2 separate regions of the Oryctolagus cuniculus genome follow, and region 2 is linked to region 1. Evidence: chromatin contacts called from public Micro-C data. All regions are on one chromosome and are shown on one strand. The core of a region is the stretch at or near the end of the contact, and the rest is flanking DNA. Distances in the headings are between cores, read along the strand shown.

Evidence for each region. A called contact is a pair of places that touch in the nucleus more often than the background predicts.
Region 2: a contact with region 1 is called in a Micro-C map of ear pinna, with 4 times the contacts expected there. The contact joins the enhancer-like site here to the promoter of WWTR1 in region 1. A contact is called at or near these places in 3 of 6 Hi-C or Micro-C datasets (ear pinna, psoas muscle and an unstated tissue).

Annotation. Positions count from the first base shown.
Region 1 is chr4:131,814,585-131,821,504 of mOryCun1.1, forward strand. It overlaps WWTR1 (WW domain containing transcription regulator 1), which reads left to right and starts at 2,481. Exons shown (of 7, transcript XM_008266317.4): 1 at 2,481-2,742; 2 at 3,123-3,603. The coding sequence starts at 3,173.
Region 2 is chr4:131,946,344-131,953,263 of mOryCun1.1, forward strand. All of the region lies in intron 4 of WWTR1 (WW domain containing transcription regulator 1), which reads left to right. Among named protein-coding and RNA genes, the nearest start is that of TM4SF4, 48 kb to the right of the region's middle. Within about 2 kb of position 2,973, at least 5 of the 8 cell types and tissues checked have an H3K27ac peak or open chromatin away from gene starts, as enhancers often do. A contact at or near this core is called in ear pinna, where this site is marked.

The DNA of each region.
Region 1 (6,920 bases), core at 1,231-3,730:
ATAGTCTGGGTGCACAACGGGCCGTGACCCTCTGCCTGTCCCTGGTCCTACCCATGTGACCAGTGAAGTTCATCCATGACAGCGGCGGCCGCGGGTGGAGCAGCAGGGTCTGCAGCTGACCCCTACACGTGTCCCCGAGGCTCTGAGGAAGAATGGCAGCTGTGGGCAGCCTGCTTGGGTAAGCACGGCCGTCCAGGCCCCTGGAGTACCATCAGGAGAGGGCTGCATCATCACCCTTATGCCTTGGTCACCTCCGTGGCCTCTTCCTGGCTATGAGGTCAGAGCTGCCCAGCCACGGCCTGGATCTTCTTCATGAGCCTGGAGGCATATCCCTCCCCTAGAATGTGTCACCAAGCTGTCAGGTTCCTGCGGCTGGGCAGTTCTCTGTCATGGCTGACGGGTACCAGCCGGCACTGCCTGCCCAACACCATCATGTTTGTGTGCAGCCTGCTGTGGCAGACTGCCATAAAGACGGCTGTCCCCAAGCCCCGCTGCCTGCACGCGTCCCCCTGGTGGGCTCACAGCAGCAGAGCCTCTCTCACTGGCCTACCCGCGCGCCTCTACCCCTCTACCGGGTGCTGCTGGTCAAGCAAGATGGCTCCACCATTCACATCTGCTGCAGGGAGCCACGGTGCATGCTGGTGATGCCCCTGGACCTGGACACCCTGTCTGCCAAGCAGCGCCGGGCCTGGCTCCACAAGCTTGGGGCTCAGCTCCCACCCAAGGAGGAGGACTCAGAGCTGGCCGACGACTTTGACACGGAGCATTACAGATGGGTTTGGAACAGGAAGTGAAACGTGACTTATGGCTGTCTGCTGATGTGATGAGGACTGCGGGGATGTCTGTACATGTGATGCATTCGCAAGCCAAAAAAAAATTTATTTATTTATTTATTTGAGAGGTAGAGTTACAGACAGAGAGGGGAGACATTGAGAGAGGTCTTCCATCTACTGGTTCACTCCCTAAACGGCCACAATAGCCAGAGCTGGGCAGATCCGAAGCCAGGAGCCAGGAGCTTTTTCTGGGTCTCCCAGGGACTTGGGCCATCTAATGCTGTCCCAGGCCAGAGCAGAGAGCTGGATTGGAAGTAGAGCAGCCGGGACTGGAACCGCGCTGCAGGCGGAAGCTTAGCCTACTATGCCACAGCGCTGACCCCCTTTATTTCACCCTTATAAAAATGTTGATGTACAATGTCTGCATGTAATACATTTTAATTTAGCAAACACTTTGGTAGCCTGCCCTCTGCTGTGCGGTGTTTTACAAATATTGCCTCATTTGATTTATTTAATAAACTTCAATCTGAATCAACAGGGTGGTGTGGGGGCTTTCTGGAATCTACCTCCCGGCCATCCTCCCGTTTTTCCGCAACGGAGAAGGGCAGGAGGGAGCGGAGGAATTAAGCCGCTCCGGAGGGCACGACCGCCTCCCACTTCCCGCAGCTGTCTGCCAGGTTTGACCTTCTTCCCCTGGCTAAGGGCAGGGGGTCTTCAGCCTTCGCGCAGATCCGTCGGTGGGAGGGTGGGTGGCTTTTTCCGGGTCACCGGCACCCCCTCTCTGCTCGCAGCCACCTGCTCGGGTTCCATGCCGGGACCTGGCTCCCTGGAGGGCGTCAAGGACATTCCAATCCTCCCACTACCGCGCGGATGTCACGGGGGGGGGGGGGGCGCAACTGCTCTCGCCTCGCAGCTCCCAGCTTTGACCCGCTTTCTTCTCGGCCCCTAGCGGCCCGGGCCAAGCCATCGAGGCAACCAAGGGTTGGTGAATGGTTTGGAGGCTGTTTGTTTACACCCCACCCGTGGGCGAAGCCGCATCTCCAGCGACAGCAGCACTCTATGGGGCACCGTCCGCGCTCTTTAGTAGACAATCGAAAGTCGAGCGGCCAAAATGCCTCCTCGCCAGACCAAATATGGTCACAAGCGCTAAGCAGCCTCCCGGGGAAAGGCTGGCCTTGTTGGAGTCTCCCCGCGCCGGGGCGTACCCCGGCCCGCCCTCGGGCAGCATCGTGGGTCAGCGCGGCGCTGCGGGTGCTCTGCAGGCCTGGGCGCCGGGCTCCAGGAGAAGGCGCAGCGCCCTGGACCGGCCCTTCCCCAGCCTGGGCCCCTCACCCGCCTGCCCTCCGCCACCCCCAGCCTGGGTTTCGGTCCACAACCCCTTGATTAAACAGGTTCGGGCCACTTTCCCTTTGATCCCGCCCCAAGTCGGTGGTAAACTAAAAGGAATGCAGATCCGGAGCTCCGCGGGAGAGGTCCGCGCGGGCCGGGAGGAGTGGGTGGGGGGCACCCGTCTCCTCTTACCCTGTGAAGTACTCAACACGCCCAGGGGTTTCTGGAGCCGGGGGTGGGAGGAGGAGGAAGAGGAGGGGCGAGCGGGGGCAGGCAGGCAGGCTCAGGACCTGCAGGTCATGCATAATTCAACAGCTCAACTTTCGGGCCCGCCTCTTTCCTGGGGGTGGGAGTTTGCTCCAAACTTTGTTTATGGGACAGTCCCGGAGCTGCTGCGGCCGCGCTGTCGGCGTCTCCTCCGCCTCCTTCTCGCCGAGAGCAAGCGCCTGAGGCCAGCTCGGGGGATGTGAGAGCCGAAGCCCCTGGGCTGCCAGGCACCGAGTCGGCTCGGTTTCTGCCAGTCGGGCCCCGGCTCCAGCTCCGCACGCGCGGGACGCAGCCGGGCGACCGAGGCCAGACGGCAAGTTCGGGCGGGACGGCGGCCGCCGCGCACTCGGGCTCGGCTTCGCTGCGCGCCCAGGTAGTGCCCGCTGGAACGCGCCCGCTTGCCCGGCACGGGTCCAGGGCGCCGGGCTCTTCTGCCTTCCGGAGTCGGGCTGGCGTGGGGTTGGCTCGGGGTGAGACTTCCCGGGGGCGGGCGGGGGCGGTGGGGGAGGTGGGCTGCAGAGGCTGCCGGCCGCGGAAAGCTGCGCCCTATCCTCTGCCACCAGCAGTGCAGCAACGTCCGCCATCCCCACCCTGAATCCCACCCCGCCCTTCCTTCTCCTATTCCCGGTAACTTCTTTGCTTCAAGAAAGTTGCATAATTCCCGAGGTCAGGAGGGACCCCTCCCCCACCCGGCCGAGCGGCTGGTATCCCGAGGCCGACACCGACCCGTCCTCTCCCTTCTCTTCCTCCCAGCCCGTCCTCCAACTCCGATAAGAGACTGACCTCCCTTCTCCCTGCAGAAGATGAATCCGGCCTCGGCGCCCCCTCCGCTCCCGCCGCCCGGGCAGCAAGTGATCCACGTCACGCAGGACCTCGACACGGACCTCAAAGCCCTCTTCAACTCTGTCATGAACCCCAAGCCCAGCTCGTGGCGGAAGAAGATCCTGCCCGAGTCCTTCTTCAAGGAGCCGGATTCGGGCTCGCACTCGCGCCAGTCCAGCACCGACTCGTCGGGCGGCCACCCGGGGCCCCGGCTGGCCGGCGGCGCCCAGCACGTCCGCTCACACTCGTCGCCCGCGTCCCTGCAGCTGGGCACCGGCGCGGGCGCCGCGGGCAGTCCCGCGCAGCAGCACGTACACCTCTGCCAGCGCTCCTACGACCTGACCGACGAGCCGCCGCTGCCCCCGGGCTGGGAGATGGCCTACACGGCCACTGGCCAGAAGTACTTCCTCAAGTAAGTCGACCCGGAGCCGAGGGGCACAGAATCCCCGCGTCCTCAGGGCCCGCGCGCTTTGTCGTGTGTGCGTGTGTGAGTGTGAGATGGTGCGTGTCCTCCCACGGATCTTGCCCCCTCCCAGCCCCCGAATCCCGAAGGCTGGATGTATGGACTGTCTGGGTGTGGACATACTTGTAAGGGACCAGGGGCAGAGCAGAATCTGGTAAGGTTCATTGGCGTTCTGGAAGAACCAAGGAGAAAACAAAATTGTGGCGGGGAAATGCTCACGGGACACGTCTGTACTTCGCCCTGAATCTGGAGGACTGAAACAGGTTCCCCCTAGCACAGAGCCTTCGCGCCTTGCGGGACGGAGGGGGATCCTGTGAGAGAGAGGCTGGGAGGCTCAGGGCGGGAGGGGCCGTTGGCTTCTAGGGGGAGCAAGCTGGGAAAGGGAGCAGCCGGGTGCAGCACCCATCAGGGTGACGTAATGACCACACAGCACAGTGATGTAATTAGCAACTGGGGTGAAGTCCCCGTGGGCTGGCCTAATCAATTGTGTGGAAATTGGGTCAGGAGTTTTATGAGGTTGCGCTGGGTCACCTAAAATACCATCACATCGGCAGCCTGCTGCTTCTGCCCTTAGCCTTGTTCCAGCCTTCTGTTACAATGGGTTGGAAGTTAGGTTCGAGTTTTCTAATTAGAGCCTACAGGAAAATACATTCTCAAACACTGGAGGTTATTGTTTCCGTTGTGGTACCCTACGATAATTACATTCCTGAGGAGAAACCAAGTTGGAACTTGAAATGTAGCTAGTGAGGTCATGGAGGGTCAGGCTAGCAAAGGCCTGGGTGGAAATGGTGCCAGCTGGGCCACTTGGTTCAGGATTGCCTGCACTTGATTGCACTCTCTGCCAGTGAGAAAAACTCCTCTTCCAGGAACTTGCCTTACAGTTCATTTAAACGCCTGTGTTCCTTTGGTGGAAGAGCTTTCGTTCAAAAGTTGTTCTAAAACATGATGGCCCACTTAAAAAATATTATTCAAGTCCTTCTTTGGCACTCATATGGGGCACTTTGATTGCCATGAGAGAACTCTATGCATGCACACACGCAGATGGGTGAGGTTTATTACAGCCAACTCTGGGGCTCAGACTGGTGACCAATTTTTGTTCCTTCCCCTCCAAAAGCTGTTTGACAGCTTATGCAAGGAGGAGTTCATTTTTGTTTCTGGGGTTGGTGCGGTGCTGAGATCCAGAAACAGACTTGATGGCCGTTTATTTATTCCAAAGCTGGTCTTCCTGGGGTTGAACAGTCATGTGGACAAGGAGCTCAGTGCTTTGACTTCTGCATGGCTAATGGAAGTCTGGTAGGTGATGTCAAGACATGACATTTTTCTAAATCTGATATTGTTCCCAACAATGACACTGATTCCTATAGGCTGTCCTAATCCAAAGCAGCTAGCGGCCTGTGTTACTTTTGCCCAGGCAAATGCAGTTTTGCTTATTTTATTGTGACTTTTATAGAAATGGAAGAATAATAAATATAGATAGAAGCAGACTCTATAATTTCGGGGGGTTCTTTTTGGTCTCAAATAGTTTTCCAAAATCAAAAAGAATTAAAAAAATAGTTTTCCATCTGTTTATGAACACACATACAAGGTATGTGTTCAGTGTAACTGATTATTAGGAATATGAAATAAGAGTTGCGCTTGCCTAAGTAAATGAAAAAGATCCCTAAACAAAAGCAAAAAATTAATTTTATAATGTGTTTTGAACGATTGGAGTAGCTCAGAACTTCTTGTGAATTAGGGCAAAAATGGAAGTTAAGTCTTGGGTTTGGAGTAAATTGCTGCTGTCCCCCCCCCCCCCCCAACCATAGCCACTCCCTAACCCAGAGCAGGGGCCATCTTCATTTCACTCTGCATGCTCTGGGAAAATGACAGCTGAACAAAGTGTGTCTGTAGTCGATTGGCTTGGGCTCATGCTGTCCTGGATATCTTTCTATCTATCTATTTAGATATAAATGTATATATCTATATATATGTGTATATATAGACATATACATATATATGTATATATACATATAGATATATAGATATATACATATATACACAGATATATATATGTGTATATATATGTATATATCTCTATATATTTGCCAAGTAACTTAGAGAATTTAAGAAATTAGGTCATTGTGACTACTGTCTTTCAGAATAAGCAACCTGCCAAGAGGTCTCTGAGTTTCTTTGAGTGCTTTGTTTAAAATTGGAATAATGTAAATGGTATGTGTTACATTTGTTAGACTTGAAAGGCAATGTATTTTGGTGGATTAAGTAGAACCTTGAAAGATGGTGGCAACCGACCCTGTAAGTGGAGCTAGCAGAAGAATCCTATTCAGTCTTTTGGGAGTTGAGGGCTTTATCAACCAGAAATCAGAGACTTCAGGATCGACAAGGGACACTTCTGCCTCTTTGACTAGGAAAGGACGAGAGTGTGACTTGGGGAAGGTCACTGGTAGTTTAGCGGTAGACCTTGGACTGTTTCTGTCTACTTACAGAGTTTTCCTTCCCTCCCATCCCCTCCTTTTCCCCGTGTCACTTCCCTAGACAAGCTGTATGTTTTATGGGAAACAGAATCTGAACATCTGAGCTTTCAAAAGCCTTTTGTTGAGCCGGCGCCGTGGCTCAATAGGCTAATCCTCCACCTTGCGGCGCCGGCACACCGGGTTCTAGTCCCGGTCGGGGCGCCGGATTCTGTCCCGGTTGCCCCTCTTCCAGGCCAGCTCTCTGCTATGGCCAGGGAGTGCAGTGGAGGATGGCCCAGGTGCTTGGGCCCTGCACCCCATGGGAGACCAGGAAAAGCACCTGGATCCTGGCTCCTGCCATCGGATCAGCACGGTGCGCCGGCTGCAGCGGCGGCCATTGGAGGGTGAACCAACGGCAAAGGAAGACCTTTCTCTCTCTGTCTCTCTCTCTCACTGTCCACTCTGCCTGTCAAAAAAAAAAAAAAAAAAAAAGCCTTTTGTTGTTTTCTCCTGTAAGATTGTTTCAGGCATATGATGCAATCACATCCTGGGACCTCCCAAAATTACCTTTTCTGAGTATTCACAGCTTTCTTGGTGTCCAGCCATTCCTTTAGGGTAATATGTAACGATGGAAAAACACAAGGCCTCTGAGCACTGCTGCTTCTCTGATGTTCCTGGATCAGCTTGGGATGCATAGATGTGGAGCTCTACCCATTCTGGCACACTGACTTTCCACATTGATCCCATTCATTTTTTTAAAAATTTGTGGCTATGCATGCTTTTTGTACATAAATCAGAAAATGGAGAATTATAAAG
Region 2 (6,920 bases), core at 1,723-4,222, 130 kb after region 1:
AGAGTGAAATCTTCCATCTGTTGGTTCACTCCCCAAAAGACCACAACAGCCTGGAGTCCAGAGCCCCATCAGGTGTCCTGCATGGGTGGCGGAGGCTCAAGCACTCGGGCCATCTTCTGCCTTCCTAGGCACATTAACAGAGAGCTGGATCAGAAGCAGAGCAGCCAGGACTGGAACTGGTGCTCTTGATATGGGATTCCTGTGTTGCAGGTGGCAGCTCAGCTGACTGTACCACAAAGATGGCCCCAGAAGTCACCCACTTGGCAGTGTCCTGATGGTCCCTTGTTGTTGAGGACTGGTACCGGGCCACGTCTTTGTGCAGGGTCTCTCTCTTTTTTTTTGAAACAACATATTGCATGTGATAAATGTGTACAATTTTGTCAATTTAAAAATATAAATAGATAGTAAAATAAAAACACCCCTTTGAAAAATGTTATGAATTGAACTAGTTTTAAAGTGGAGATCCATCAATGAAATACAGCTTATTTCTGTTGTTAACAAGATCACTTAAGTAGGGAGAAATATTCCATTTCAAATTCACTTAGTACTTTTTAAGTTTTATTTATTTGTTTTTATTTGGAAGGCAGAGAGAGAGAGAGAGATCTTCCATCTGCTGGGTCACTCCCCAAATGGCCACAACAACCGTGATGGGGTCAGGCCAAAGCTGGGAGCCTAGAACTCCATCTGGTTCACCCAGTGGGTTGCTGGGACTCACATACTTGAGCCATCACCTGCTGCCTCCCAGGCTTTGCACTGACAGGAAGTGGGAGCGGAAACAGACCTGGTCTTGGGCCCAGGCACTCTGATACAGGGTGTGGGCTCCCCGAGCAAGCCGCTGTGCAACAATGCCTGCACCTGGCAGTATTTATATAAGAGTGTATCTACATTATCATGTGTTCTTAATGTGATTGTAAAACAGAGACAGAGTGTATGCAGCACAACATTGTTAAATACACCAGGAGTGAAAAGAGCAGCAGACAGGCGGTGGGTATTAGCTATGGCCTCACCTCGTATCCTCCCCAGAGTATCCGAGTTTTGACTGCTCTTTTACAGCGAGAGGCTGGCAGCTGAGTGTGTGTGAGGAGGTAATCAGGAGAGAGAGGCTCCCTGAAATAGGACCCTGAATTTCTAGAATCCCTTGGCTCAGAGTGAAAGAGATGTGTGTGGGGGAAGGTTTTCCTTCTGTAGAGATGGTAGATCATTCTTTTTTTTTTTTTTTTAAGATTTATTTATTTATTTGAAAGAGTTATACACAGAGAGAAGGAGAGGCAGAGAGAGAGAGAGAGAGAGAGAGGTCTTCGATCCGCTGGTTCACTCCCCATTTGGCCACAATGGCTGCAACTGAGCTGATCCAAAGCCAAGAGCCAGGAGCTTCCTCTGGGTCTCCCACTTGGGTGCAGGGACCCAAGGACTTGGGCCATCTTCTACTGCTTTCCCAGGCAATAGCAGAGAACTGGATCAGAAGTGGAGCAGCCAGGCCTCGAACCTGCGCCCATATGGGATGTCTGCACTGCAGATGGCAGCTTTACCTGCTATGCCACAGCGCTGGCCCCAAGGTAGATCATTCTGTGTTCAGCCTCTGAAGTTCCTTGGGGATTTGAGAGAGAGAGAGAGAGAGAGAGAGCGAGTGCAGCCACTATGCTGCACCAGAATAACTCTTGCAACGTTAGGATTTGGAAGCATTGTCTTTATTTTTTCCTTTTCTTCTGTTTCTGCTCACTCCACCCTTTGTAATGAAAACAATCCAGCCTCCCATTTTTGTCCACTCCCTGGCCACACGCACTGCACCGGCACCCCTGAAGAGGCGATTGTCATGTGCCTCCCTTTGAAGTCCTTCCCGGGGAGGGCAGGGGCCTGCTGGCAACCAGAGGGGCTCCCTCAGCCAAGGCCAGCAGGGCTGCGGCAGGCTCCACTGCTGCCACTGCCTCTCTCACCTCCTCTGTTGGTTTCTTCCTCAGGCCAGCTGCAGGCCCCGGGGGGAACTGGGAGGAAGGGAGGTCTGGGGACTGCTTCCAGAGACACCTTCGCCCACAATCAGCGTTTGTCTGTCACATGCGCCACCCTGTCCTGCTTACACACCGGCCAGAGCCCCAGCCCCTAGGAGAAGGCGTTCTCTTTTTTGAGCCACACAGACGACCACAGACTCGTGGAGATCCTCCAGGCCTTATTTGGCAATGGTCTTTCCATCCCCAGCTTGGACAGAGAGAAAACAGAAAGCTGGGGAGCGAGGAAGGGTTGGGGTGGTGCCTTTGCAGATCCTCCTGAGGCCGGCCTGTAAAATCGGCATTTATGACCGTGCGTGTTGCACGGGGAGGTCCCAGGGCGCCGGCTCCACCCATGTCCGTTGAGAAGTACAATAGACTGCGTCCGGGCAGTGTGCTTCCACGCCGAGCAGGACAGTTAACCAGGCCGCTTCCTCCGACTCCCTCTGCACGGCCTGCGGGAAACAGTGTGCTGTTTCCATTTTAGAGCTGGGGAAGCAGGCCAGAGAAACGGAGTCAGTTGCCCAAGCCTCGCAGCCTGAAAGTAGGTGAAAGGGCTGCGAACGTGAGGCCTGCCAGCGTCAACCTCCCTGGCTGTCTTCTTTCTGCCGCACTGATTGTGGTGGTTATGGGAGCAGACACACGGGCCAGACGGCCTGGATTTAGATCCTGGCTCCCCCAGCACCACCGGTTAGCTGAGGGATCGTGGGGAAGTTGCTCTGTCTCTCTGGTCCTTACTTTCTTCATCTGGAAAATGGAGACAGTGGAGTTGTCATGGGAATGGAATGAAATAGAATGTGCAAGTACGTGACGCCTCTACCTCCCAATGTGTTGAACATTATGAGTAGCTCATTCTCTAGACAGCTTCGCTGTGCCGTGTTCTTTACGAGCTTTCTAATCTTTAAAAGATAGCGCTTACAAGCCATCTTTTTCCCAGATGAACAAATTATCAAGGAAGCTTAAGACTGTAGCCCAGAATGCCACAGCTATATAAATACTGAACTGGGATTTGAACTCCTGTCTTTCTGATTCCAAAGACAGTTCATCTCCTGCCCTGGACATATCTAGCAGCATTGCAACCTTAACTACTGCTTGAGACTTCCAGTGGCCGATATCCCAGACAAGTGAGAGGCAGCCAGTTCCCCCACTGAACTGACTACAAACCAGAAAGACCTTCCTGTCTGCCTCGAATCTGGGATAGACGACCTCTTCCTTTGCTCATGTGAGAGTGCATGCTGTGCCCCTGGAGTCCTCTGCGCTGGTGAAATAATCCCCCACTTCGTCCTAGGCTGTTGGCCCCTTGTCCCCTGCCCATCCTGACTGCTGTGCTTTGCACGTTCTTTGAAAAGACTTCAGTACAACGTTGGACAGAGACTGGGAGCAGCCTTGCACAGCTGTGTTGGCTGGAGGTAGGGAGATGAGTGGGAATATCTCAAGAAGCAGTGATGTCCTGCCTGCCACTCAGATGGAAAGGAGTCTTGATGCATGGAGATGCCTGGGAGATGGATCTTTGACTCCATTATTTGTGAAGGTCTGATGCCACTACTAGAATCCTCCATGAGGTCAGCGCGCTGTCTGCCTTGTCAACTGCCGAATAGTTACTGCTAAGGACAGTACCTGGAACGTGGTAGGCTCAGTAGTATTTTAAATGCAGGTGCAAATGAATGAATGATTTTGGGGGCTGAGGGAGATGTAGTTGACTCAGATTTTGAGCATGGTTGGGTGGTAGTGATGGCATAAAGAGAAAGCTTGAACTTAGTACGAGATCCTGCTTTGGGACCAGACGGAGTTTCAGACACCAGCTGGACACGTTCAGTTAGGAGTTTAGGGCTAGGAAGGTGGGAGGGAGTGACTTGGTGTGGTTGTGGTGTTCAGGGCAGGCATCCTGGATGAGGTGGTGTAACAGGAACTGGAAGGCTGGGTAAGCTCAAGGCAGAGCACCCCAGGTCCTGAGAGTCTGGCAAACTGAAGGTTTGCTCCACAGAATAGGGTGGGTGGACATGGCGGGGACACTGGAAGCATCTGTCAGTAGATGCTTCACTGGAGCAAGGATGGGAGAGGAGAGACGAAGCAGGAGGCTCAGCTGTGCCTGCAGCTTAGCGCTGATTCTCCTGCCTGCACCAGAGGAGCTGAGGTCTGGGCCCTGCACTGCCCATTCTCAGAGTCGGAGGCCTGAGTCATGGCCTCCGTGTGCCTCGCCCAGCTGTCGCCCCTCTGGCTCCACTTGAGCTTACTTAGCCCAGGGCCCGTTTTTTGTCTTTGTCTTTGCTTAGCCTGCTTTAGTGCCCTTACTGTTTTTTTTTTTTTTTTTTTTTTTTTTGACTGCTGCTTCTTGGTCTAGGTAAAGATGGGTGTTTGCCTTTTATTTGTGCCAGTGCAAGGGCATTGGATGTCATGGGGCTGTCGTGATCATTCTGGGTCTGGGCTTTAATTTTATATCTAAATTTAGTCTTCAAACAATAACAACAAAACCCAACCCTCCCGTGTGTGGCTGGGGACGTCTTGGTGAGGTTAGACCTTTTGTTTCTACTCCTTGGATTTTGTATTGTTTTTGTTTTTCTCTTTCAATTCATGATCAGACATAGGGAAATGTTCCAAAAACGGCTGGAATTTTTAAAGTACTAAGCATAGGATGATTGTATTATAAAATATAAGTAAGTGAAATGAACCTGCTTCCCACACTCCATTTAATTAATATATTTATTATATTATTATATTTATTTTAGGGATAGATAGAGAGGAGAGAAAGAGAGAGAGAGAGAGAGAGAGATCTTCTATTTGTTGGTTCACTTTCTGAATGTCTGCAACCACCTAGATGGGGCCAAGTTGAAACCAGGAGCCGGGAACTCAATCTGGTATCCTGTGTGGGTGTCAAGTACCCAAGTCCTTGAGCTGTCATCTGCTGCTCCCTGGGGACTTATTAGCAGGGAGTTGCATTTAGGATCAGAGGGAGAGAATGGCAGGCCCGAGGCTGTTTTCAACAAAGGTCAGGAAGGAATGTCTCAGGAGAGAGATTTGTGGGCAACAGGCATCGAGTGAGGGAGTGAACCCAGGGGAGGTCTGGAGAGTGAGTTGCAGGCAGAGGGAGCGGTTCCAGCAGTTGGTGCTGGAAGTGGGAGGCGCAGCAAGGAGACCTGTTGATGGGAAGAGAGAAAGGGAGGGGCGGTGGGCAGGGCTGGCTGGCAGGCAGGGCTCTGGCGGCCACGGGGAGGATCCATCCTGGTGGGACACAAGGCAGATTCAGGCACGTTCAGCGCCCTCCCTGTGTTCTCCCTAGGTTTTAGTCATCTGGAGTTAGAAAGTGATCCTGTGAGCCCCCTGCAGACAGAATGTAGCGTTTCCTCTCCGCTGACTTGGAGTTGACTTCAGATCTCTTTCATCTAACAGAGAGAACAAATGTGAAACTGCACAGTGAAGTGCTTTCCCCAACATCGTGTAGACCCTTTCAGCTTTGAGTATTACTGATAGTCTCTTGACATGTATGTATATATTTAGCACTCACAGCATTATTTTTATGCTGTCTCTGTGTAGAATATTTGAAGTAGATTAATTGAAGAATAAAGGTTGGGGACAGGGGTTTAGTGTGGTGGTCAAGGCATGGATTAAGATGCCGCATCCTAGAGGCAGAGTACCTGTGTCTGATTCCCCTGCACCAGCTTCCTGCTAATGTAGGCACCAGGAGACAGAGGTGGTGGCCCACCCACATGGGAAATCTGGATTGAGTTCCTGGTTCCTGGTTCACGGCTGGCCCAGCCCCTGCCATGTGGGCATTTGGAGAGTGAATCAGTGGATAGGATCTCTGTTTGCCTGCCTCCCAGATAGATAAAAAATTTTTAAAAAGAGAATTTAGAACTATATGCTTTACATCTAGTTTCTGATTTTTTATAAGCAAAATGTTCACATTGCCTGTTGTTACAGATAATAAATAATGTATATATTTTTTAAGCTCCATGAATTCCAGAAATTATTCTTACTGTATTTAAATTCTGACCTTGGCTATCACAAATTCAGTGTACTCTTAAGACATATAGCAGTAAAATTTTGTTAGGTATAAAGAAATGCACCATCGTATTTTTTTGACAATGAAGATTATTAGCCAAAGGATCTTTTCATTTATGATTTATAAGGAACCAGAAATTACACCACTGACTGGATGTTTTCAAACTGTGCTTTGGGGTCTGAGTAAATGGGGGATTGGGGCTCATGTGCTCCATGCAGGTTCCTCGTACCAAGTTCAATTCCTTTTGTTCTTCTCTATACAAGTCATTTAGGGATGCTTGGATTGGACAGTAAGGTTTCTAATGCACACTGTTTGTCATGTAAAAACTATCAAAAATAATTCAGTTTTTCTAGATGTGTTCTGAGGGTGCTTCCAGGATTTTGAATGATGGACTAAAATCATCTTGTAAAAAAAAATCTTCATTTTTTGGTTTGCTTTTTATGTGTTACTGGATAAAATGTGTGAAGCATTCTGATTATTTCAAACTCAGTGAATCACAGTCCTAGTTTCATTGTAGGCTAATTATCAATCAGTTCTCTCATGGGTTGTAAGAGTCCTGTTCCCACAACTCCGAGTAGCAGCACCGTGAACTCTGGTAACCTGAAGTTTTTATAGCTGATGACTTCACTGCGAGTTGTCTAGATAGCAGGTACTCTCCGTGTTCAGAGAAGAGATCTCACAGAGACACCTTACCCTAGGTGACCTAATGTTCCGTTTGCCCTGGTATCTGTGGTTTTGGGGTTTGAGGGATGGTGAGACCAGTAGACTTCAGCGTGGAAAGAGGAAAACCCCTTGGCACACATGGGGAAAGGGCCTGTGAGGATAAACATACAAAAGTGTTTTGGAGACTGAAGGGAATTTGAGGTGTGTTCGTGTTTGTCAAAGTGGGAGAGACTTCTTACCAAAAGTAAATGCAGTCAACAGATTTGTAACCTTTG